Regions from separate parts of the Mus musculus genome. Here regions 1, 3 and 4 are each linked to region 2. A link is a contact called in public ChIA-PET and HiChIP or PLAC-seq data. All regions are on one chromosome and are shown on one strand. The core of a region is the stretch at or near the end of the contact, and the rest is flanking DNA. Distances in the headings are between cores, read along the strand shown.

Region 1 (2,700 bases), core at 35-2,534, 420 kb before region 2:
ACACACACACACACTTTGTGGATGAAGAAATCCAGGCATCTGGGAGCCAAAGAGAATTGCCTAAGAGATGCACCCACACCAAAGTGGAGGGAGAACTTGGAAGCACGTTTTCTGCTTTTTTCAATTACTAATTTGGTTTCTTTCCACGACACCCTTAGAAAAAGTCTCTAGTCTAAGAGGCCACTGTGAACTAGGAAGTCACAGAGAAGGCAGCTTCCAAGATCCAGTGTTTCTTCTCTGGCCTCCCCAGCACCATCCAGACCCAGCAAACCACTGGCTAAAGGAAATGGAGGCCTGGGGGGGGGGGGAATGTGGGGGGGGGGCGGCGAGCACTTTCTGACCCAAGAATGTGAGGCTGGTATTTTCCCCCAGCATAAAATAGAGAAAAACTGGGAGTTGGCCTTCCCGCAGTCCCTGACGTGTCTTGGGCTGAAAGCCAAGTACTTAATCCTTTCTACCATGGCTCCCTCCTTGGAGAAACAGTTTTGATTCGTTTTTAAAGACAGGTTCTTGCTACGTCACCCAGGCTGGCCCTGAACTCACTGCGTACTTTGATTTCTTGATGGCTGACTATGAGTACTGAAAACTCCAACCCGGCAGCGTGTAGTGCTGTGTGCCTCTCCTTATAGAGTTAAACTCAGCCAGGCCTGCCCGAGAGAAACCCTAAACTGGCGCCACATTCCTGCTGGAACTCTGTCACAGTCTCAGCTCAAACTGGCCTCCAGATGGACAAGGTAAAGGTGGGGGCATGAGGGCGGAGGGCGGAGGGAAGTGAGATCAGGACCTTGTGGCAACAGAGAAGCCAGTGGACTGGAAAGCCGGCCAGTGGTTAAAGAGGTCAGAGCAGCCAGGCACCAGTGAGTTCACTTACCTAAGATCGCCACCGACAGACGGCCCAGGGGGTGGTCGCTGGCTCTGCTCACGGGGATCCACCTTGGGCCGCTCAGACCTCCCTCGCCCTCTCCAGTCCCAGGTAAGTGGTGGAGCAGGCTCTCGAGCAGGAAGTGGATGCTGTATGCAAATCTCTACGGAGAGGAAGCCTCTGCTCAGCCTCTCCCCGTGGGGCAGTGAATCAACCGCCAAGAAGTCACTTTATTTCTTAAAACAGAAACCTCTTGCGTTCACCAGAGAGAACCAGCAACCAATTAGGCTGCATCCTGCTTTTACCACCCAGATAAGAAACTGTGAGGAATGCCCCGGGCTTCTGGGTTACTGCAGCGCCTGAGAAGGTGTCTCCCGGAGACAGAACTTGCGGTCTTCACACTGCTTATTCTTGAGCAGCTTCAAACGAGCCTGGGCCTGATAATGGGAGGGAATATGAAGCAAGAACTTTTAACTGTGTTTTTTAACTCACCAAAACAGATTTGCTGCCTGTAACTATGGGGCAAAGGATTCACTGCCTACAGCCCTGTGCAGGACTGTATCACACACACACACACACACACACACACACACACACACACACACACACCTCTGACTTCTCATTTCACAATCTTTTGATTTGGGTTTTTGTTTGTTTTGCTTTTTTGTTTGTTTTTGTTTTCGAGACAGGGTTTCTCTGTGTAGCCCTGGCTGTCCTGGAACTCACTCTCTAGATCAGGCTGGCCTCGAACTCAGAAATCCCCCTGCCTCTGCCTCCTAACGCTGGGATTAAAGGCATGTGCCACCACTGCCTGGCTCTCATTTCACAATCTTAAGTTTATTTCTTTCTTTTCCCTTTGTTTATTCAGTACACTACAGAATTTATTGCACAGACAGGGATCCTGGAGGCAGAACAATGGCACCATGCTATGTGTGGGTAATATAAATCCAGGTTATTTCTAAAGCACTGGAGGGTGATGGGAGCCAGTCCGGGTGTGAACTCTCAGGCCACCAGCCAGCACTGATCGCAGCCACTGAACTTCCCCCCTCTACCATAGAAAGTGTCTCAGACTGAGCCAGTCCAGTCTCTCCACTCTTGCATAGGGAACATTGCCCAAAATGTCCTCAATCAGATTGCCCCAGGTCTGCCTAAGTATTACACTTAAAGTTGTACCACACATTATAAACAAAGGGAATGTGGCTTGTTTTTAAAACTTTATAATAAAGTGGTACACATTGTGGTGTGTTCTTACAATGAAGTACTACTTAGCTGTTAAAACAATGAAAATTTGTATTCATTTGTATTATTTGTACAAACATGGGAAGGTGGCTTTGAGAAATTATTTAATAAAACATTATTCTTGACAATATATATATATATATGTAGTGACAGAGAGAGAGAGGTGTCCCCAGCATGTAGGACACTGCTTATGACATTGTAGGCAGTCACTGTATACCTGTTGGATCATCACGTCAGAAATGGCTGTAGCTGAGCCTGGTAACACAGGCCTGATAGTCCCATATTTATTAGCTCAGCCTTGAACTTTCTGCCTCGAACATTATTATTAGATCTTAGGGGTTGGGGGAAAACAACACTCCTTGTGGAGTGGCTGAAACGAGGGTAATTGGGGAGGGGCAGCTGTCAGCATTGAAAGGAGAACAGGAAAGGAAGGCATGGAAGGGGTGGTAGAGGAGAGAAGATGAACTCATTTCTCATAGCTGTCCTTAAATGGGCTGAGATGAGCCTCAGAGTAGTTTCTGGAAACCTCTGCCTTTGGAACCCTTTCCATGAGGAGTCAGGACAGCCAGTCTCCACCCAATGAGAGCTGTGGCCTGGGG
Region 2 (2,700 bases), core at 184-2,683:
CCTTCTGTGATTTCCTACCTGATGATTTCCTGCTTTCTGCCCAGCTTGACTGTGTCAGGGCTAGCATCAGAGGCTATGATAGAAAACAAGCCACAGAACATTGAACAGTTTACATGGGAATACTTAGAGTCTGATTCTGCTCAAAGTGAAAGACTCCAAGAGGAGCCCCTCGCTCAGGCCTCAGGACAATAGTGGACACCCAAGAACTCACGACAGACCTGACAGACCGAGCTTGTTGCAAACCACATGAGGCTTTATTCGGGAAAGCCAGAGCTCTGGGGACGACTCATATCCCACGCAGGGGTAGAGGAGTCGAGGGGAAAGAATTCCCAGTTTTTATAGGCCCTCAGGGGGGAAAGGAGAAGGGGGAGATTAGGGGATTTCCAGATCTAAACAATGTCTATTTTCAAGAAATGGGTATGGGAGGGGTACAAGGAAAGAGTCTAATGAAGGTGCAGCAATGGGCACACACCTGGTCAGAACATTGGCAGACACACAGGTTCAAGGAGTGGCCAGATCATTGTGCACCTCTATTTTTCTAAATCAGCGAAGCTAGTTCTGCTAACACTGACGTCTATCTTGCCAATTTCAGGGCTTCTGTGTCCTTTTACATTCTGCCAGGATCTTTCAAAAGCAGGATCTGCCTTTATATCAAGCACCGGGTGTGGGAAGTGGCTTCTTTCATCACATTCTTTCCTCCCGTCTTTTTAATAAAAGCACAGGTAGCTCAGGGCACTTGTGCAAGAAATGCATCCACAGCTGCTCTTACTGCTGAAAAATGCAGAGAGAATGAGATGCAGCTTCTCAGCCCAGAGAGAAAAAAAAGAGTCGCAACTAGCACCTTGGGAGATATTGCCAATTCCCAGCCTCTGAACTCAGACCTCGTCTTTACATGGGTTTCCACTAGTGCCCAAATGACAAGGAGGTGGAATCATTCCTCAGAACCCAATTCATGTCTTTTAGAATTGTGTGCTTGGAGACATCTATGTGAGCTGTGTGCCAATGGACACAGTTCTTTCTGGTATATCATTTGCTTCAGTCTTTTCATAGCAAATGCTTTGTTTAAGAACCCTCCTAGGTACTCCTTCAGGTGGCCTGACAGAAGTGAACCCTAGATAATAACTCAAATCTATTCAATTGTCAGAGTGGGAAAACCAAAGTCCTTCCAGAGTGGAGCTTAGATTGGGTTTATTTCAGTCTAAGCCTGTAGAGTACTGCACCCTCACTGCAAGCAACCATTGTCCCTTATGCATGAAGCACAATGTATTGTACATGGTAGGCATTAACTAAATATATATTTAATGAAACTGAATTTCCTAACACTGTCAGCAAAACTTGCATATTATAGGTGGGGATTTTCAGATACCTTCTTCTGTCTTGCCCAATAGGGCTCTTCAGATCTCTGAGCTTCAACCGCCTAACCACATCCTGTTGTGCTCAGGCGCTCACAGCCAAAGGCTTGCAAAAGCAGTTGATTGTACTGAAGTCTACAGTGATAAGTGATTACCGATGATAACATTCTATAGTTGGCCTCCTGAGTATGAGAGTTATTGCCTCTGATGTTTAGAAGGTAGATGTGAGCTGGAGTCTCTTTCAGGACTGTAGAGAGGAACATATCCCCTAGGTAGCATTCCTCAAAAATGGATCAATTCAAAATGGCCTCTCATTTTGAGTCAAGATATTTGATACCTAAGAGTATTCCTACTAGAAGGACACAGTATGGACAGAAAATTAAGCTTAGGTGGTAAAATACTTGCCTAGCATGTACGAAGGAAGTCCTGGGCTTGATCCCTAGCACCAAATAAAACCTGGTGTGGTATCACATACCTCAGATCCCGGTATAGGAAGGATCAGGAGTTCAAGGTCATCCCAATTACATAGGAAGTACAAGGCCAGCCTGAGCTACCTGAGAGCCTGTCTCAAAACTAACAAAGTATGATAATTAGTTCTATTATCAACTTGTCACAATTTAGAATCACCAGAGAAGAGACTGAGCAGGGGATTATCTACATCAGTTTGGCTTGTTACAGTATAATTGAACCTGTTTCTAGTTAGGGTGTGACTCGCCTTAAGCACACCTCTTTATTCCCTCTGGCCAGAATACAGACACAACATTGGTACTCACCTTTAATCCCAAACAATGAAGGTAAAGTTATTTTGTAGACGGAAGCAGCCATGTTTGAAAGTGATGTCTAATTGAGTAGCAGACAAAGTGACAAAAATCAGAGAAAGATCTGACAGAATAGGATATGTCCAACTCTCCTGAGGAGAGGAAAGGAAAACTACTCAAGGAAGAGACAGACAGCATAGGAAGAAGAGAGTACAATACAGGATACAGTAGAGTTCCTGGAGAGGAGGACAATTGAGTTGAGAGGGAGAGTGGAGCAGCACAGAGAAGGAGAAGGAGGCAGTTTTACCAGGAGAGTTTTACAGAGACAGATGGAAGAGAGAACAAGCTAGACACAGGCAGACAGAACAAGCAAGAGAATGAGAAGGAGCCAGAAGATTAGAAGAGATTGTGAGAGTTAGTTGAGGCCAAGCAGAACAATTCAGAGGCTGAGAGAAAAACCAGATTGAATAAGTCAGGTGGGAGAGGAGTTCTCACCAGAGCAGCTGAGTCAAATCAGCCAGAGTTCAGAGAGAACAAAAGAGGGAAGGTGAGTTTATTTAGCAGTAAGTCTCAAAGACTGAAAACATTCT
Region 3 (2,700 bases), core at 137-2,636, 300 kb before region 2:
TTTGAATTCTTCCGTGGCTCCTTGAAGGGCCCCCATGCTCTCCTCTCCCCCAACAGTGTTCCTGGCATACCAGGGTTGTCTGACCAACATGACTTCTCTACCTTTTCAAAGAAGGGGCTCAGACACCCCCACAGAGCAGTGTGCTGCTGAAGCCAACCAGTCCCTAGACGCTGTGGACAAGCCACCATAACCAGTCATCTGAACAAGGCCAGCTTGGCCTTCCTTACCTACGCTGTACTGACGGGAAGGGGTAAGTGACAGAGGATACCCCAGTTCAGCTAGAATCTGGAAACCTGCAAAGCTGACCAGGCTGTGTGGCAGAGCAGTCAGGGAGACTGATGCTTAGCAGAAGCTTGCGGGCTATGTCCTCAAGGTGAGCTTGTCAGGATGGTACAAGCTCTGTGGCTGAGAGATTGGGGATGGCTCCTAAGACACAGGTTCCATTTTTCTCTTCAGTTAGGTGCTGAACCATGCCTGAAAGACTGATGACTTCTGGGTGGAAGCCAAGAACTAAACAGAAGGAAATCAAAATAGAGAACTGAAAACCTATTTGGGCACTTGAAGAGATTTTTCTCTTTTTGAGTCTGGCTACTTTCTTTTGCTTGTTAAATGAAAAAGCTTTGACTATATAACTTTCAGTCCTCACATTTTTCTGTAAATTAAAGGATCTGAGTGGATCAGGGACCGGGAGCGGGGTGAGTGTTGGTTACTGCTGGGGCTAAAGGATTAGGCTGGTGACACACTGAGTTGTAGTGACCACATGGATAGCCACTCAGAACAAGTGAGCCACATCAAGGGCACACAGCACATAACCCTCCTGAGGCCAGTGAAGAGGACACACAGGACAACAGGCCCACAACACACCTGCTGAAGGGACACATGTACCCAGGACCTATGTGTCCTGCATCTGGGTTAGAACTTACCCGAGGACGAAGGTGATAATGGAAGGATACAATGACAATATACAATGACAATACATAACTAGCAACCAAGGCTCTGGGCTCAACATAGGAGATGTCATCCACTAAGGGTGTGAAGTGATTGGAAAACGGCCAGTGAAACAATCACAGAAGACATGAACTAACAGAGTCAGGAAAAAAATCTCCAAACGTATGCTACTCCTGGCCAAGGACTTCCTCTGTTAGACATTATCCTAAGAACAAAAATGTATATAAAGACTCAACAACATTCATTTCAGTGCAATCAGTGATAATGAAAAACTGGGAATAATCTAGGCACTCACCCACAGGAACTTAAGAAAACATATCAAACAGACTCCTATGAGGTGATTACAATGACAGCGTGGCAGACTAGCTGGATGTTCATGCCATGTTCAAGGAAAATGAAAGTTACAAAACCACCAGCCGAATGACGATGGCTGGCTCTCCTTCTAGCCCTCTAACCCAGCCACTCCGGAAATGACAGCTGGGGATGCATCCCTGCTGTATGGGGGATACATTGTAAGTATTTTATCAGATTTGCCTCGGCTCCCACAATCCTCTCTCCTTTGTACACCCTTTGTCTTGCTGTTCTTTGAATGCACACTCCTTGACTCAGTCCCTGCCAACGCAAGCTCTGCCTACCTGTGTGTGCCCAGCACCTTAAACTACTTCCACCACAAAGCACTCAGTGGATGGATGTTGTAATCTCATTAGGGTGTGACCTTATACATATGTAGATTAATCAGTGGGTATACCTTCATAGATGCAAACATGCCTATAATCCCAAGGAAGTGAGGCTGCCTGGCAGCAAACCTAACTCTACCAGAGGACCAGAAATATAGCTCAATGACAGAACATTGGCCTAGTCTGAGGCCCCGGGTTCAATTCCCAGTTACACACACACACACACACACACACACTGAACATGTACAAGAGAGAAGGGGATGACTAGGAAGACATGAATACACCAATACTGACTTCTGTGCTTGAGAGTGTATGTGTGCATGCACATACAAACACACACAAATGTGAGTACATACCCCCCACATATATACACAAAGGAAGGGGTGCAGGAAGATCACAGTATTGAAGATATGAAATTCTGAATTTGTTTTTTCCCTTCTACATTCATCTCCATAACAATAATACTTAAAGGATTTATTTTTATCTATATGCATATGTATATCTGTGTGCATGTCTGTGTCTGCTGTGTGTGCTCAGATGCCTTCAGAGGCCAGGAGAGGGCATCAGATCCCCTGGAGTAGAGATGGCAGGTAGTTATGAGCTGCCTGACATAGGTGTTGGGAACTCACTGTGGGTCCTCTGCAAGAGCAGCAAGCACTCTGAACCACTGAGCCATCTCTCCAGCTCCCATTAATGCTTTCTCTTGAGGCAACACTGATAAGGTTTTCCCTCATTTAGTTTTTAGAGTGTACGCATGTGCTAAGAAAATGCTGTCACAGCTGGCTTAAGACCAGACATCATAAAGAGAGGTCATAGAAGCCTTTGGTTTCATGTCCTTCCTCCTTCAGAGGAGGGGGGGATGAGACTCAGCATGGGTGTGTATGTGTATGTGTATGTGTACGTGTGTGTATGTGTGGGGGCTGAGGGGTCTGAGGCTCAGCATCGGTCTATGTGTGTGTGGAGAGGGTTGTCTGGTGGCTTCTACAGCTGAACATGAATTTGTCCAGTGGGATTTCCTGAATACTAGTGGCCCTCAAACTTCATGCTCTTGACCGTCACCTGGAAGGCTTGTGAA
Region 4 (2,700 bases), core at 173-2,672, 260 kb before region 2:
CATCAGTTTCTCAGTTTCAGTACCACTGACATCTGAGGTCATTTGTGGGGTGTGTGCACATGTGTAGTTCTAATACTGCAGGGCATTTAGCAGCATCCTTGACATCACCAAACACCGCCTGGAAGGCGCACTGACCTCAGATGAGAACCACTGTTTTTATTCCTCATTGCATTTATCTTTCACGATGATATGGCCTAAAGGAGAGGGAGAATCTTGGCCATCTCAAAATATTCACAAGCTGTAGCTTTAAGAGTCTTACATTTCTTGAGTCATAACGAGGAATGAGAATCTGGGAAACGCTTGCGCCTCAGAGATTCGTCCACAGCAGTCTGCCCACGGCCTCAGCTGAGAGTGCCAAGACTGTTTCACCCGGACGGGGAAGGTGGATTTGCTACGCTGCCCTCCTTTCTCCATTCTCAGAAGCCCACAAAACAGACCACCTGCATGACCCATCAGTGGGCTCAGTCCTGAGAGTGATGGGTGGGACGGAGTTTAGGGCTAGGTGTCTACTAACATCTACACAGCAAGGCATTCCAGCCAGATCCTGACAGGCGTAGTGCTTCAGTGCTGGGCAGGTGCACAGGGAGGAACTGTAAGGCAGGAGCCTCTGCTAAGAGCTTCATGGGATGGGGTGTGACATGGACATAACAAGAGGGAAGGAAGACGGGGGGCGGGGGGTTGTTTAGTTCAGAGGACAGGGGGTGACAGAAGGAGGAGATCATCTAAACATGGTAGACAAGTGTGTGGGACACCAACATAACCTATCTAAGATCGGCAGGTGGCGTAGTGGGCACTTAAGCATTTGTCACATTACCTCCGTGTGACAGGCACTGTGGGACTCAGCCTAAGTCCCCATCCCACATGCAGTTCACTCTCCACCATCACACTTTAACAAGCTGAGATAACTGTCTTCTACAACTCACTCTTTCCATCTTTCATTCCCACAGAAGAAAACCCAGTCTCCTTACAGTACAGTTCTGTGGGTTTCCACAAAAGCCCACAGTTGTAGAAATAACACCACGATTAAGATATGGAACAATTTGGTCACTCTTCTCAAACAATTTCCTAGTGTCCCCTAATTGTTTATTATGTTATTTTCTATTAAGACAAACCATCTGGGCTCAGCACAATGAGTCAATGCATGTACACAGTGTCTGACAATCAAATCAGAATGAGCATTCTCACCTCCCAAAAGTAAGTATTGCTACAGGCTTGGGACCGTTATATCCCTAGTTATTTCTGAAATAAATCCTGTATTGTACTAATTAAACTTGCCGAGTGGGCTATTCCCTCCAGTGGCAATGTTAGACCTCCCAGTGAGCTGCCCGGGCAAGTTCCTCTTTATCTCTGAGAAGACTTGAAGCCTCTGGTTAAAATGTTGCTGAAGACACTTTCTGGCTCTTTAGAGATTATTGTAGAGACCTCCTGAGGCCACGTCCATGTCCTTGTCCCACAGATGAGACATGTGGCTTTAATATCAGCACTCTGTACAGCAGCAACAAGGCTGGTTCTCTCCCAAACACAGGTAAGCCAAACTGTTAGTTCAATAATCGATGTCGGCAAAGGCACATAACCACGGCACGTAACCACGGTAAAATCAAAAGGAAGGGTTGGAAATAAAAGCCCATATGAGCCAAACATATCGTGCACCTCGCTCTGTCCCTTCTCACTGACATGAATGAAAATAGTATCAGAACTTAACCAAAAGCTGGAAGGATGTGACCTCACTCGACTGTAACCGTGGCAGGAAGGTAGGCTGAGCTAGCAGTGCTTGTCTGACAGTGGCTTCCTTGGGTTCTAGAAGGAGGCCCAAGTAACAGCCGCTCTCCCTTACCTCCTCCCATGCCCCATCTCCGGGCTCATTATGGAGAAAATGACAGAGAAGCTGCTGTGGTAGCTAGTCACTGGGAAGTGACATGTCCCATTTCTCAAGTCTTCCTGCTGAAAACATGCACCTTCTGAGTGGCTTATCTTCAGAGGCAAATGTCCCCAACAAGGAGTCTGTCGGAAAACATGGCTGCTGTGGAGCACCTACTGTGCACCAGCATGACTCGGCTCACTAAAGGCCTCCGTTTACAGAAGAGCTCGAGACTCTGAGGGTTATTGTAAAGCAACAATGAGTACAGAGATTTAACCTAGGTCCCCTGACTACAGCCTGCCCTCCACACCACCAGCTGTCAGGACAGTTCTCTGCCTCCCAAGCTTCTGCTCCAGCCTGGGGCAGCTTCCAGGAAGAGTTGCTGCTTACTTTTTTTTTTTTTTTTTTCACTTCCCATTCTTCAAGCAGGTAGCTTCTCTCTCTGTCAACATGCAGGCCGTTTGGACTCCTGGCTTTGGAAACACTATCCCTCTCGCCTGTGCATTTGTTGCTCCTGTTACACAGCTGGCTTAGAGCATGAACTAAATTGACAATGGTGACCTGGGCCCTTATTTTGAGCTTCCCCAGATCTAGACTTTTATAAAATCCCATATCACTTAATAACGTTAGTTTTAACAAGAAAAATGGCATATTGTCAGAAAACACCAATTTAGTGACACATTTACTTAAAAACGTTCATTTGAGGTTTAGAGCAGGTTTGAAAGATACCTGGGCAGTGCAGGGCACCTCTCGGTGGCACCATTTTACACTAAATGTGTTAGAAATAAATGGAACAACACTTACCCAAATTTCCACCAACTATCACAAACTTTATATACACC

Evidence for each region. ChIA-PET counts read pairs in DNA pulled down with a chosen protein or histone mark. HiChIP or PLAC-seq counts read pairs in DNA pulled down with a chosen protein or histone mark.
Region 1: a contact with region 2 is called in an RNA polymerase II ChIA-PET map of effector CD8 T cells, with 7 read pairs. The contact joins the promoter of Traf3ip2 here to the enhancer-like site in region 2. A contact is called at or near these places in 7 of 39 promoter capture datasets (the C10 cell line, cranial neural crest, epiblast stem cells and 3 more), 1 of 15 datasets of contacts at CTCF or cohesin (the NIH/3T3 cell line), 1 of 484 Hi-C or Micro-C datasets (bone marrow-derived macrophages), 14 of 115 datasets of contacts at active chromatin or transcription factors (the 230-238 cell line, T-cell acute lymphoblastic leukemia, acute myeloid leukemia and 9 more) and 3 of 9 other capture datasets (adipose tissue, liver and macrophages).
Region 3: a contact with region 2 is called in an H3K27ac HiChIP or PLAC-seq map of regulatory T cells, with 6 times the contacts expected there. The contact joins two enhancer-like sites. A contact is called at or near these places in 1 of 484 Hi-C or Micro-C datasets (bone marrow-derived macrophages) and 10 of 115 datasets of contacts at active chromatin or transcription factors (CD8 T cells, DN3 thymocytes, the SCID.adh cell line and 6 more).
Region 4: a contact with region 2 is called in an RNA polymerase II ChIA-PET map of effector CD8 T cells, with 12 read pairs. The contact joins two enhancer-like sites. A contact is called at or near these places in 2 of 484 Hi-C or Micro-C datasets (liver and nephron progenitors), 5 of 115 datasets of contacts at active chromatin or transcription factors (T-cell acute lymphoblastic leukemia, bone marrow-derived macrophages, effector CD8 T cells and 2 more) and 2 of 9 other capture datasets (adipose tissue and liver).

What each region holds. Positions count from the first base shown.
Region 1 is chr10:39,611,518-39,614,217 of GRCm38.p6, reverse strand. It overlaps Traf3ip2 (TRAF3 interacting protein 2), which reads right to left and starts at 1,284. Exons shown (of 9, transcript NM_134000.3): 1 at 872-1,284. It overlaps Gm16364 (predicted gene 16364), which reads left to right and starts at 536. Exons shown (of 6, transcript NR_152259.1): 1 at 536-734.
Region 2 is chr10:39,191,619-39,194,318 of GRCm38.p6, reverse strand. No RefSeq gene overlaps it. Among named protein-coding and RNA genes, the nearest start is that of Ccn6, 29 kb to the right of the region's middle. Within about 2 kb of position 1,433, at least 73 of the 459 cell types and tissues checked have an H3K27ac peak or open chromatin away from gene starts, as enhancers often do. A contact at or near this core is called in CD8 T cells, DN3 thymocytes, the SCID.adh cell line and 6 more, where this site is marked.
Region 3 is chr10:39,491,032-39,493,731 of GRCm38.p6, reverse strand. All of the region lies in intron 3 of Fyn (Fyn proto-oncogene), which reads right to left. Among named protein-coding and RNA genes, the nearest start is that of Gm40627, 98 kb to the left of the region's middle. Within about 2 kb of position 1,386, at least 23 of the 459 cell types and tissues checked have an H3K27ac peak or open chromatin away from gene starts, as enhancers often do. A contact at or near this core is called in CD8 T cells, DN3 thymocytes, the SCID.adh cell line and 1 more, where this site is marked.
Region 4 is chr10:39,455,098-39,457,797 of GRCm38.p6, reverse strand. It overlaps Fyn (Fyn proto-oncogene), which reads right to left. Exons shown (of 14, transcript NM_001122893.1): 3 at 2,663-2,700. Among named protein-coding and RNA genes, the nearest start is that of Fyn, 87 kb to the right of the region's middle. Within about 2 kb of position 1,422, at least 64 of the 459 cell types and tissues checked have an H3K27ac peak or open chromatin away from gene starts, as enhancers often do. A contact at or near this core is called in effector CD8 T cells, where this site is marked.